Regions from separate parts of the Sus scrofa genome. Here all the other regions are linked to region 4. Evidence: chromatin contacts called from public Hi-C and HiChIP or PLAC-seq data. All regions are on one chromosome and are shown on one strand. The core of a region is the stretch at or near the end of the contact, and the rest is flanking DNA. Distances in the headings are between cores, read along the strand shown.

The links. A called contact is a pair of places that touch in the nucleus more often than the background predicts. HiChIP or PLAC-seq counts read pairs in DNA pulled down with a chosen protein or histone mark.
Region 1: a contact with region 4 is called in a Hi-C map of embryonic fibroblasts, with 1.9 times the contacts expected there. The contact joins the enhancer-like site here to the promoter of ST3GAL6 in region 4. A contact is called at or near these places in 2 of 5 promoter capture datasets (fetal liver and liver), 8 of 47 Hi-C or Micro-C datasets (embryonic fibroblasts, fetal heart ventricle, fibroblasts and 4 more) and 1 of 2 datasets of contacts at active chromatin or transcription factors (alveolar macrophages).
Region 2: an H3K27ac HiChIP or PLAC-seq map of skeletal muscle shows a contact between it and region 4. The contact joins the promoter of DCBLD2 here to the promoter of ST3GAL6 in region 4. A contact is called at or near these places in 5 of 47 Hi-C or Micro-C datasets (embryonic fibroblasts, heart right ventricle, liver and 1 more) and 2 of 2 datasets of contacts at active chromatin or transcription factors (alveolar macrophages and skeletal muscle).
Region 3: an H3K27ac HiChIP or PLAC-seq map of skeletal muscle shows a contact between it and region 4. The contact joins the promoter of CLDND1 here to the promoter of ST3GAL6 in region 4. A contact is called at or near these places in 1 of 47 Hi-C or Micro-C datasets (embryonic fibroblasts) and 2 of 2 datasets of contacts at active chromatin or transcription factors (alveolar macrophages and skeletal muscle).

What each region holds. Positions count from the first base shown.
Region 1 is chr13:159,997,372-160,000,071 of Sscrofa11.1, reverse strand. No RefSeq gene overlaps it. Among named protein-coding and RNA genes, the nearest start is that of DCBLD2, 65 kb to the left of the region's middle. Within about 2 kb of position 1,346, at least 12 of the 83 cell types and tissues checked have an H3K27ac peak or open chromatin away from gene starts, as enhancers often do. A contact at or near this core is called in embryonic fibroblasts, where this site is marked.
Region 2 is chr13:160,062,296-160,064,995 of Sscrofa11.1, reverse strand. It overlaps DCBLD2 (discoidin, CUB and LCCL domain-containing protein 2), which reads right to left and starts at 1,254. Exons shown (of 16, transcript XM_021070662.1): 1 at 349-1,254. The coding sequence starts at 559.
Region 3 is chr13:160,396,099-160,398,857 of Sscrofa11.1, reverse strand. CLDND1 (claudin domain containing 1) reads right to left here and starts at 1,334. Exons shown (of 5, transcript NM_001243498.1): 1 at 1,285-1,334.
Region 4 is chr13:160,223,955-160,226,654 of Sscrofa11.1, reverse strand. It overlaps ST3GAL6 (type 2 lactosamine alpha-2,3-sialyltransferase), which reads left to right and starts at 1,318. Exons shown (of 11, transcript XM_021070677.1): 1 at 1,318-1,984.

The DNA.
Region 1 (2,700 bases), core at 97-2,596, 230 kb after region 4:
AGGTTGTCTCCTACTATGCAGAAACCAGTAAATGAAGATAAAAAGTGTTCTCTTCTTTCTTGTTTCCTTGATGTGTGTGCTTCAGGCTGGTTGAGCTGGTTGCCTCTTTCCAGCATGTAGCCTTAGCCAAAATTCAACAGTATGTGAGGTTGCTGTTGGTTTATCTGTTTCCTAGCAGTTTGGACAGATCAGAGAGAGGTGGTTCTAGTAGAATACCTTCCTTTTGAGTCAGTAACTTATTTGGGGGGCTTCTATGCTGAAATTAGTGCTTCTGTCAGATATAGCTAAAAACAAATGTTAAAAGTCTAGAGTGGGAGTTCCCGTCGTGGCACAGTGGTTAACGAATCTAACTAGGAACCATGAGGTTGCGGGTTCAATCTCTGGCTTTGCTCAGTGGGTTGAGGATCTGGCGTTGTCATGAGCTGTGGTGTAGGTCGTGGACTCGGCTTGGATCTGGCATTGCTGTGGCTCTGGCGTAGGCCGGTGGCTACAGATCCTATTAGATCCCTAGCCTGGGAACCTCCATATGCAGCGGGAAGGGGCCCCGGAAAAGTCAAAAAGACAAATAAATAAATAAATAAATGTCTCTTTTTTTAAAAAAAAGTCTAGAATGATTTCAGTTTATTACAAGTAACTGAGGGACTAATGGGTTGTTCTCCATCAATTCCTTTGCAGCACCCTGATCTGATTAGATAAATTGATTATTCTTTTTGTGTGCTTTTGAAGTAGCAATGATTTTTGTTGAAATATGCCTTTCTTATTACATTTAATCCTTAATAAATATATATCGTTAACAACAAAGGCAAATAACATTTATTGAAGATAAACAATGATTTTTACATGTCATCAATCTTATTAGTTCCACTGTAGATAAGTAATAAAAGTTTGGAAAGGTTATGTAAATTAATCAAGTCAAACCATTAATATTTTTCCTGTCAGGATTCAAGCCCAGATCTTTCTGACCTTGAAATGCAGCTTCTTCTAATGAGAAGAATAAATATTGAAAATTAAAAAAAGAACAATAATTAAATACATATATATAAATAACTAAAAATAATGCCTTGAGGCAAACTTCAAGTTGTAACTTGCCAAAGTCAAATTCTACTTGTTTTTCATGTTTAAGTGAGAAGATATTTTTGTCTCTTGGGGTTAGCACATATTTAGTACTTGATAACATATAATAAGTGAAAGAATGGGTCACAGTTGCACTAGGAAAGAGCTTTGTGTGTGCCTTTCAGAGAGACACTGGAGAGCTCTTTTGGAGCATTTGTACAGTTGTGGTGGCTCTATAGCTGACCACTCATGACTCCTCTGTGGGAAAGGGAGGTGGTTTCCTCTAAGAAGGAGGCTGGGTAATAAGGCCACAGAGGTTTGCTGATACATTTTCTAGGCATGACTTAATGGTCTCTTTAGGAAGTTATTTTGTGGCTTCATAAATAAGATGTTTCTCAGTGTGTCACTGCTACGCACCGTAATCTCTTCCGGTGGAGTTGATGGCTTCCTGATCTGTAGTGAGGGCAATTATTCCCTCGCTGCCAACCCTGATTCAGTATCACTTGACTTGAGTAATGAGCAGAGCAAATAACAATACCTGGAAATCAATTTTTGCAAGGTGTAGGATATCACTAATATTTTGTTTCTGAATAATTGGGGGTATGTGAGATTATCTGAGCATTCTCAGGAATAATTGTCACTACTATCTGCAGGATTAACAGGTGGATGAAAGCTAAAGTATTCTTTTTGCATAGGAGTCACATAATTTCTTTTGTAAGTAGTTTTTTCCCAATAATAAGATAATATATTGGTATTAGAGAATATTACATTGTAAAGAAATGTTGAAAGAAGAGAAAGATGTCGTTTACAATTCCACCAACATAATAAAACAGCTATTGCTAACATTTTGTTGAATTTCCTCCTGGTCTTAGCATTTTTAGTCTTGGCAGCCAAGGTAACACTAACACATAATTTGTACCCCCTTTCTTGGCTCTTCACTTAATATTATTTGAACATTTTCCTAACTTATTAAAAATGCAAAAAATATTCTAAAGGGATTTTAGTTTAATACCATAATTATTTTCAATGCTATTATAAAGCCTTCTAAGTGTATATACATAATGGTTTTGTAATATTTTCTCCTATAAACCAGTCATAATTGTCCAAGGTCACATACCTGATTATTCCCAGAACTAAGACTAGAAACAATTTTCCCTTATTAATCCAAGAGTATAATCCAATCAGTTTTTTTTTTCACATTCTCAGATGAAGGATAATATTAAAAGTAGAAGTGGGATTTTGATTAAAACTAAACCTATTCACTCTTAAAAACGTTTCATGTCCTGTATATTCCATCATTTTTTTATGCTCCCAGAAGAACATTTTGTTTTGAAGGAGTTAAAAGAATTCAGGGAAAGAACAATGCCAGCAGTGCACTCTAATAGGATTTATTTTGCCGGTTAAATAATACATCACCTTCGTGTCTGTACCAGATGGAATATAAGCAGATTTTAAGTGACAAATGATATAATATTATGGCATCTACAATAGGTTTGTGGGACTTGGTTATGCTGTGGGTTTAATTATAACAATTTGATCTATAGTTTGAGCATGAACATTGAGATTCTTTCCCCCTCTGCCAAACTTTCCTTGACATTTTTTATAGATGAAGAAATAGGAATGTGGAAGTATAATCGTTTGTCTGAG
Region 2 (2,700 bases), core at 5-2,504, 160 kb after region 4:
GGAGGTGCTACATCTCCAAAACTTCTCCTTTTCCTCCAAAAGATGTTCCTCAGAAGAACCCAAACCCAAAAGGAGGACTTCACAGCGGGCAGGGTTTCACCTCCTTTTCAGAAAAATGAATGGGCTTCCCAAAAAGTAAAGCCACGCCAACTTGGGGGACACAGACAGCCCACCTTTGCAACTCAGTTAAGCGGGTGCCAAACCAGGTCTGGCCACTCACCGAAGCGCACCGCACCTCCCCGGCGCGCCTGCAGATTCTGCTAAAGGCCGGACACACACCACCCCGAGGCTCCCCCCAACCCCCCCCCCCGCCCCTGGGGCTCCGCGCACTAGTCGGGAACCGCTCACCTTGCTGGGCTCCGGCGTCCTCGAGGAGCAGGAGCAGGATAAGTAAGAGGAGGAGGAACAGAGGCATGGGGAAGGAGGAGGAGTTGGACCGGGGAGGGAGGGGGTAGGAGCGGGAGAGGGGGAGCGCGGCCCGGGCGGGGGCGGCGGCCGCGGCCCGGACTAGAAAAAGAAGAGGGTTATGCCCAGCTCTCACCATCGCCCGGCTCGCCATCCGCCTGCATAGTGCGGGCGCCCCGGAGCCGCGGCACCGGGCGAAGAGTCAAAGGCAGCGGCGGGAGAGCAAGAGGCTGCGCGCGCTTCGCCCCGCGCCGGGAACCCCCTCCGCCCCTCACTCTCCGAAACCTCCTCCTCCTTCGTCCCTTCCCTCCACTCCCCGCCCCAAGACCCCAGGCCGGAGCGCGAGGGAGGGGAGGGAAGGAAGCGGAGTGCTCTAGTCGCAGAAGGCGGCGGCGGCTGCGGCAGCTGAGCTGGGGTACGCGCCTCCCGCGCAGCTTTCCTCAACCCGACTCCTGCCCGCCGCACTAGCCCGGGGTTCCGGCTAGCTGGCTGGCAGACAAGCCGCCAGCTCCCTCGCGCTCCCTCTCGCGCTCGCTGGCCACGCCTGCACAGCCCGCCACAGCCAATCCGCAGTCGGCTCTGGTCCGTCTCCCTCTGCGTTACCCAATCAACGCGCTCTCTCCTTGGTCGACCCGTTAGCTCCCCAGCCCACTCCTAGAGCTCCACCGCCCCTCATCTCTCTCCTCCAATCCCTTACGGCCTTGGGAAGCGTCCCACCCGCCTCCCCCAATCCGGGTTCCGCCCCCAAGTTTGGGCCCCCCGGCGGCCCCCACCCGGCCCGCGCGCCTGTTATTGTTGGGACTGCAGCCCGAGCTGATCCCGCTGAGGCTGCCGCTCGCTCTGGTCAATGACTTCCGGGACGTCCCCCATCCCGCTCCCCCTGCTCCTCCACCCTAGCTTGCTGTTCGCTCCTCCCCCGCCGCACATCAGGCCACTGGAAGGGGTGGGAAACCTGAATCCTGGCTGGTTTTTGCTGGGAGCTGAGTCTAAGGGACTTTATTTATTTATTTATTTATTTATTTATTTATTTATTTATGTAAATAGCAGAATATGTTATTAAAGCTGTAGCTAATTGTTACATCAACTCCGAGTTAGAACAGATAAAGTGTTCGATTTTTAAAATATATGTATTTTCTGTTTCCTGTGCATTTTACTATATTTACTGTACGAGAGGGGCAAAAAGTACATTAACAAGAACCAAACCCCTAAAGCAATTTAAACCTAACATCCTAACATCCACTGAGCCATTCTACCAAGATTGAACACCTGCTGTCTACCTACAAACCCTGTGTAGCCCTAATGAGGAAATCTTCCAGGATCTTGTATTGGGACAGAGATGGAAAAGATCATGAAAGTCAGAATAAAATAAATACTAGTTAGAGTCACAAGTAATTTGATGGAAACTGTAAAGACATGCAGTGACAAAAAGAACTGGTCTTGGCAAAGGGGAATCCACAGGATTTGTTTGTTTTAAGAGAAATGTGCCATCCTGGATATTCTTAGCATGGCCCTCTGAGAGGAGGTTAGTGTTATTAACAAATACAGAAAACTGGAATGGTGGGTCAAGTTGTGTGAGCAACTGAGTTATTTTGGACATCCTGAGTTTGGAATGTCCTTCACAGCTATAGCTATGTGAAGTTATATAACAGGCAGGTGGACATTTTAGTCTAAAGCTCAGGCTGAAGAGTACCTTGAAGTTATGGGTGAGGCTCATAAGCAGATGTCATTTCAACACTATGGAAGAGGCTGATATCCTCAAATGAAAATCTCAGCATTCAAAAGGACTTTGGAGGTCATCACTTTCAACTCCCCTGCTGACTCCTTATGCATTAAACACTTCTACCAGATTTATTCAAAAAGTATTTATTGGATGCTTATTTAACCTACTATGCTTTAGGCCTAAAGGAGACAGTAGGCACATGCAGTTCAATCAGAGGAGCCTACATTTTGCAGGAGGGGCAAACATGTAAACATCCATTGTTGTCAGTGCCGTGTTGGAGGTATGGGCTGATGTCAAATACCAGAGTGGAAGGAGTTCAAGGAACCAGTCATGGACATGAAACTCCAGCTGAGTCCTGAGTGAGGGCACAAAGTGAGGAAGGTGATCTCAGACCAGAGGCAAAGTAGGCTGGCTCACCAGCACCACAGTGAATGATGTACATGTAGCTGATGGGGTTAACTATTGCTGACTGTAACAGGAGTAACTGAAGACTAGAGTGAAAAAAATGAGTAGGCACAAGATCTAAGACAAGTTAAGAGGTCAGGATTTTATTTTGTAACATTGAGAAACAACCA
Region 3 (2,759 bases), core at 85-2,584, 170 kb before region 4:
GTCTGGGTGTGAAAAGGGCAGAGGAAATGTGGTTAGGGCCCCCCCAGAACAAAGGGAAGGCAACGTGGAATCATCAGCATCTGTGTGCGCATGCGTAACTCTGTAGCATAGACCATCTAATCAAATGTATGTTACCCCATAAGGAAGACAAAGGGGCTAAAATGTAAAGGGGCAACTAATGAAGGGTATATAAAGCTACGCCCCCCTGCGCTCTCGGCTCAGCCGATGGATATGAATCCTGAGCCGGTGCAGGCACAAATAAACACTGCTTCCTGGCAATAAGCCTCGGTCCCATCTCTCTGTACGCAAGTCCGCCAACAGAAAAGGAAGCAGAGGAAATCGGCTCCTCCCAGTTTCCTCTGATTAGGGAAACCTTCCAAAACAAGGTTAAGAGTAGAGAGCTATTCAGAAGACAGTTGAAAACGCTTGTTAAACCAGAGAGAAGGTTGTTTCAGGCGCAAGAAATAGAAAAGAGAATAATAATATATAATAATGCTAGATATCAATCTGCCCCTAATCCATTAAAGCTAAACCAAGCTCCTTAACGCTGCCTAAGTCTTCACTCCTATCGACCGTCCTCATTCTTTATACTTTTGAACCTCCTCATCTGCAAACTAAATGATTCCTCCTCAGCCAGAAAGAAAACCCAGAATCGGGCAAAATACAAGCACTCCAAAGGCGTGGACAGGGCTCAACGGCAGTAGTAAATGGCCGCAGTAAAATGACTCAAGCCGGATCAAGCTGAGTCAAATACTGCAAGTATATACCATGACCGCACCAAACACCTTTAAAAGGAGTACGAAAACAGGCTCGCAAACTGGGGCTGCTGAGTTTGGAAAATGGCAAGTGACTCAGGAGAGACCAGAGCAATTACAATAATTAACTTTAACTCCAGAGGTTGGGTTTGTATTTTTATTCTTTTTTAATCCTTTTTCATCCTTGTGCTCTCAAATGACCTTAAAAGGTCCCGGGCACCGGAGCGGCAGTTCGCCCAGGCCGGACGCCTAGCGCTGTCACCTCGCGGGACGCACCTCGTGGCCGGGCGGGGGGTCGAGACTAGCCAGAGCTACGGCCGGGCAGCCCTGCGCGGTCCAGCCAGGGGCCTCAGTGACCGGGGCAGGCCCTTCCCCAGACCGCTCGGCCGAGGGAAAAGCCCCGCAACAGCCCCCCGCTCAGAACCCGCACACCCCGGCCGCGCCCGGGTAGGGGGCCCCTTTTCAAACGGCTGGAAACGTCCAACAGCTACGCGACCCCTGCCGAGCGACGCCGGCCCCGCTCACTCACCGCCCATCCTCCTGCTCCGCCAGCTTCACCCTCAAGCTCAAACCACAGAACCCTACTCTCCCCACGCCTCTTCTGACGCACTTCCCTGCAGAGCCCGCCCCCTCCATAACTCCCGCGCCTCCGCCTCCGCCTCCACCCCGGGCTGGGCCTGGCCACAGAGCCGAGGGGGCTTGTGGGAGTTGTAGGAGGGACAGAGGAAAAGCAGCGAGAGGCAGCGGACGGCATTCCCGGCGCCGCGCGCGGCGAGTTGTGGGAGGTGTAGTTCGGCTCCGGAGGGGCAGTCGGTACGCGAAAGGGAGGTCTGGGCTGTTGGATTCTTATTTTTTACTGAGGAAGGAACGAACGTCCACCAAGTAAGGCGACCTGCCTGGTCACTGATACTCATTAGTTGTGACTTTATGAGTCGGATTTTCCAATCTTGTGTTTTCCTCACCACTACCCTACTTGTGAACAGCAATGAGATTATACTTTCGAGATGATAACCCATTGACTTACTCTCTCACAACCTCGCTCTCATTGCACCAGATAGTCTTTCTGATTTTATTGCTTAAGTTTAGACTAAGAAGGATGTAATCTGACAGACAGTATCCAACTAGCATGTAATGGCATCCTTTGGGTTTCATACAATTTTTGTTTGTTGGCTGCTTTCTCTTTATGGCAAGTGATATTTTCTATTGTAGTAAAGCACCCTTTTAAAATTAATTACAGTTAGTTAAAGAAAAACATTAAGTTAATGCTGAGAGTCCCAGATATGTCAAAAAAAGTGAATAAAAAATTGTTTATATAGTATGAAAAAGACTGAATTTTTGAGAACATTGCCTTAAGCAGAAAGAATCATGCACAACCTGAGAGACTGCAAATGACTTTATGGCTCAGAGAAAACAAAATGAGCCTTCAAGTATTGCATATAAATTCACAGACAGAAAGCAGGGACATCTCTGTAGTGATGTGTATAGACCCATGAATGTGGCATGAGACCAGCAATGATAGGTTTCTCAACAGGTACCTACAGAGACGGCCAACTCAAGGACCAGAGGTGCTGTCAAACCCTACTTCACCCCTCAAATGCCTTCAAATTTAGCTACAGAACAGGAGAAAGGTGGGAGCCCCAGGCTGATACTAAATTTCTACCACCCTGACAGACTGAAGACATAGCTATCTGTTTCTCTATCTTTAGCTATATTTCTTTTGCCTAAGTTGAACTGCTATTCATATCTAACACATAAGTAAAATAAGGTAATAGAATATAATATTCAAATATGACTGGATTTTCATGTAGAATACCTTGCCAGAGGAGAATTGTCAGAGGAACCAACCAGAGAAAATGGTAGCAGTGCACAGTAAATTGTTAATTTGCATTTAGAGCCCCTCCATGCATTTATTCACAAGGAAATGGCTATATACATTGACCTTCTCTAGAAATTCCCTACCTTCAGAACTATATCTCTAGTGAAGTTACAATACATCCAGGTTAA
Region 4 (2,700 bases), core at 69-2,568:
AAGGTCACTCAGTGGGTCAGTGGAGGAGATGGAATTTCAACTAGGTTAGGGTGAACAGTGCCTTTTTGGACACTACAACTATGAAGAAGTGCAAATGTCACCTAAGAAAATTGGAGGGACTTTCCCCTTTGCGTATGACTGTATAGATCCAAAAGTCTTAGGAAAGCTAGAGGAGAGGAGGTTTAATTTGTGTTTAATTCTGAAAATCATGAACTGGAGTTCCTGTCATGGCTCAGCAGAAATGAATCTGAGCATGAGGACACAGATTCGATCCCTTGTCTTGCTAGTGGGTTAAGGATCTGGCATTGCTGTGGCTGTGGCATAGGCCAGCAGCTACAGCTCTGATTTGACCCCCTAGCCTGGGAACCTCCATATGCCTCGGGTGTGGCCCTAAAAGACAAAAAAAGAAAGAAAGAAAGAAAGAAAGAAAGAAAGAAAGAAAGAAAGAAAGAAAGAAAGAAAGAAAATCCTGAACAAGAGAAGAATAATAAACTTAGGAGAACCTAAAAGAGCAAAGTAACCTCAAGAAAAATGGGCCCAAATAGACAAATTCCATAAACACTTTTCACTACTCTGATGTCTCAGGAACCATGTTTAAAACTGCAAAATCTGTGTGGGTTCCATCAGAGGCAATTTGTAGAAAAGGAAATGATAGGGATTTCTGGACCCTCTGAATTTTTTGATAGTAGACCTGGGAAAATAACAAGTGCTCCTAGGGCTGTTGTCAAAATTAACACAAACACCACAAGGTCCATCACAGATGAAGTGGTGACACATTACTCACTTTTTTTTGGTCTTTTTTTTTTTTTTTTTTTTTTTTGCTATTTCTTTGGGCCACTCCTGTGGCATATGGAGGTTCCCAGGCTAGGGGTCGAATTGGAGCTGTAGCTGCTGGCCTACACCAGAGCCACAGCAAAACCAGATCTGAGCCATGTCTGCAACCTACACCACAGCTCACAGCAATGCCAGATCCTTAACCCACTGAGCAAGGCCAGGGATCGAACCCGCATCCTCATGGATACTAGTTGGGTTTGTTACCGCTGCACCACAACGGGAACTCCCTTTTTTGGTCTTTTTAGGGTTGCACCCAGGGAATATGGAAGTTCCCAGGATAGGGGTCTATTCGGAGCTACAGCTGCTGGCCTATGCCACAGCCACAGCAACACCAGATCCGAGCCACCTCTGTGACCTATACCACAGCTCACGGCAAGAGTCAGAGCCTTAACCCACTGAGTGAGGCCAGGGATCAAACCCACAACCTCATGTTCCTAGTCGGATTTGTTTCCGCTGCACCTCAAGGGGAACTCCACATTACTTACTTTGAATTGCACCCAAATCTGTGGCTCTTCTTCCTGGAGTCATCTGACAGAATGTGATGATGATGTTCAGTGCTCAAAGTCTGGAGTTACTAGTTGAATGTTACTAAACAGCGAGTTATTTCACAAACACTGAAATTTAAAAAGTATTCACAGCTATCCAAGTATGAAGTCATTATTAATATATGCTTTTATCAAGGAAGACCAACTTTAACAAGAGAAGAAAATGCACATCTCACCTTGGTTCTACTCCCTACAGTAATGTTTCCGCCAAAAGAGAAAAAAGCACTAATACATTTGTCCTTGAAAGGGCAGATCCCAGAAACACGGATCTCTCTGACCGCCCCCTCCCTTTCTGCTGGGGACCAAACCGCCTTGCCCCTCCTGGTGTCACCAAAGTCCACAGAGAGTCAAGCAAAAGTGTTTACTTGTGCTGCCTGCCAGCCGGGTGGGGCGGGGGGAGGTACCTGAGCTGCCCCTAGCTTTGGTCTCTGCAGCCTTCCAAACAAATCTAGGAGGGATGGCAGAGTCTCCTAGGCTGTGCAACTTGATCCTCCTACCTTGTCCTGAAGCCACCCGCCGCTTTTTCCCTGCCCTCCCCTCGTGGTGATTTTCCTGTCCCGGACTCCAGGAGAGGGCGCGCGGCGGGAGTCTGCCCAGCCGGAAAGGTAGGAGCTTGGCCGCGCTCCTGCCTCGCCTGCCCCGGCGCCCCAACGCCTCCCTCCGCATTGCACCTTCCTCAGCCAACTTGCGGGCGGCCACGGCCACCACGCATCTGGCGCCAGCCGCCCAGCAGGAGGAGCTTCCCCGCGGCTCCCGAGGCTTTCCACGCTTTTGACTGGATCGAGAGCCAGGAGCTGCGGGCAGCGCACGCGCTGGTGGGCGCCTCGGACTCCGGGCGGCGCTGCATCCTTCCCTGCTTCCCGGCAGGGTCCAAGGAGACTGATTCCTCCCTGTGCCGCCCCTGAGCCGCGCCACCTTCCTCCAGTTCCGCCAGCCGCGGGCTTCGGCGGCCCGATGCTGCAGGCGCCGAGGGAGAGGCAGCAGCTGGCTGGAGAGAGCGGCGGCGGGCGCGTCGAAAGCAGAGGGCCCCCGGCCCGGGAGTCCGGGGCGTTTCTGTGGTCTTCGCGCCTAGGCCTCGGCGGGTAACTCTCTCCGGTCCTCTTTGCTGCGGATTTGCATCTCCGGGGAAGGGAGGTTGGGGTGCGGGGAGACCCGCGGGCTTCGCAGCCTCTTCGACTGAGGGTCGGGGTGGAGGGCGCGCTGAGCTTACTGCCTCTCTAGGCACGCTTCCAATCCCAGGAGCCTGCGTGCGCTCGCCCCGCAGGCGCGGGTGCTCGCCCCGGAAGGGCCGGAGGGACACTGGGCGCTTGGGTGAGGCCCA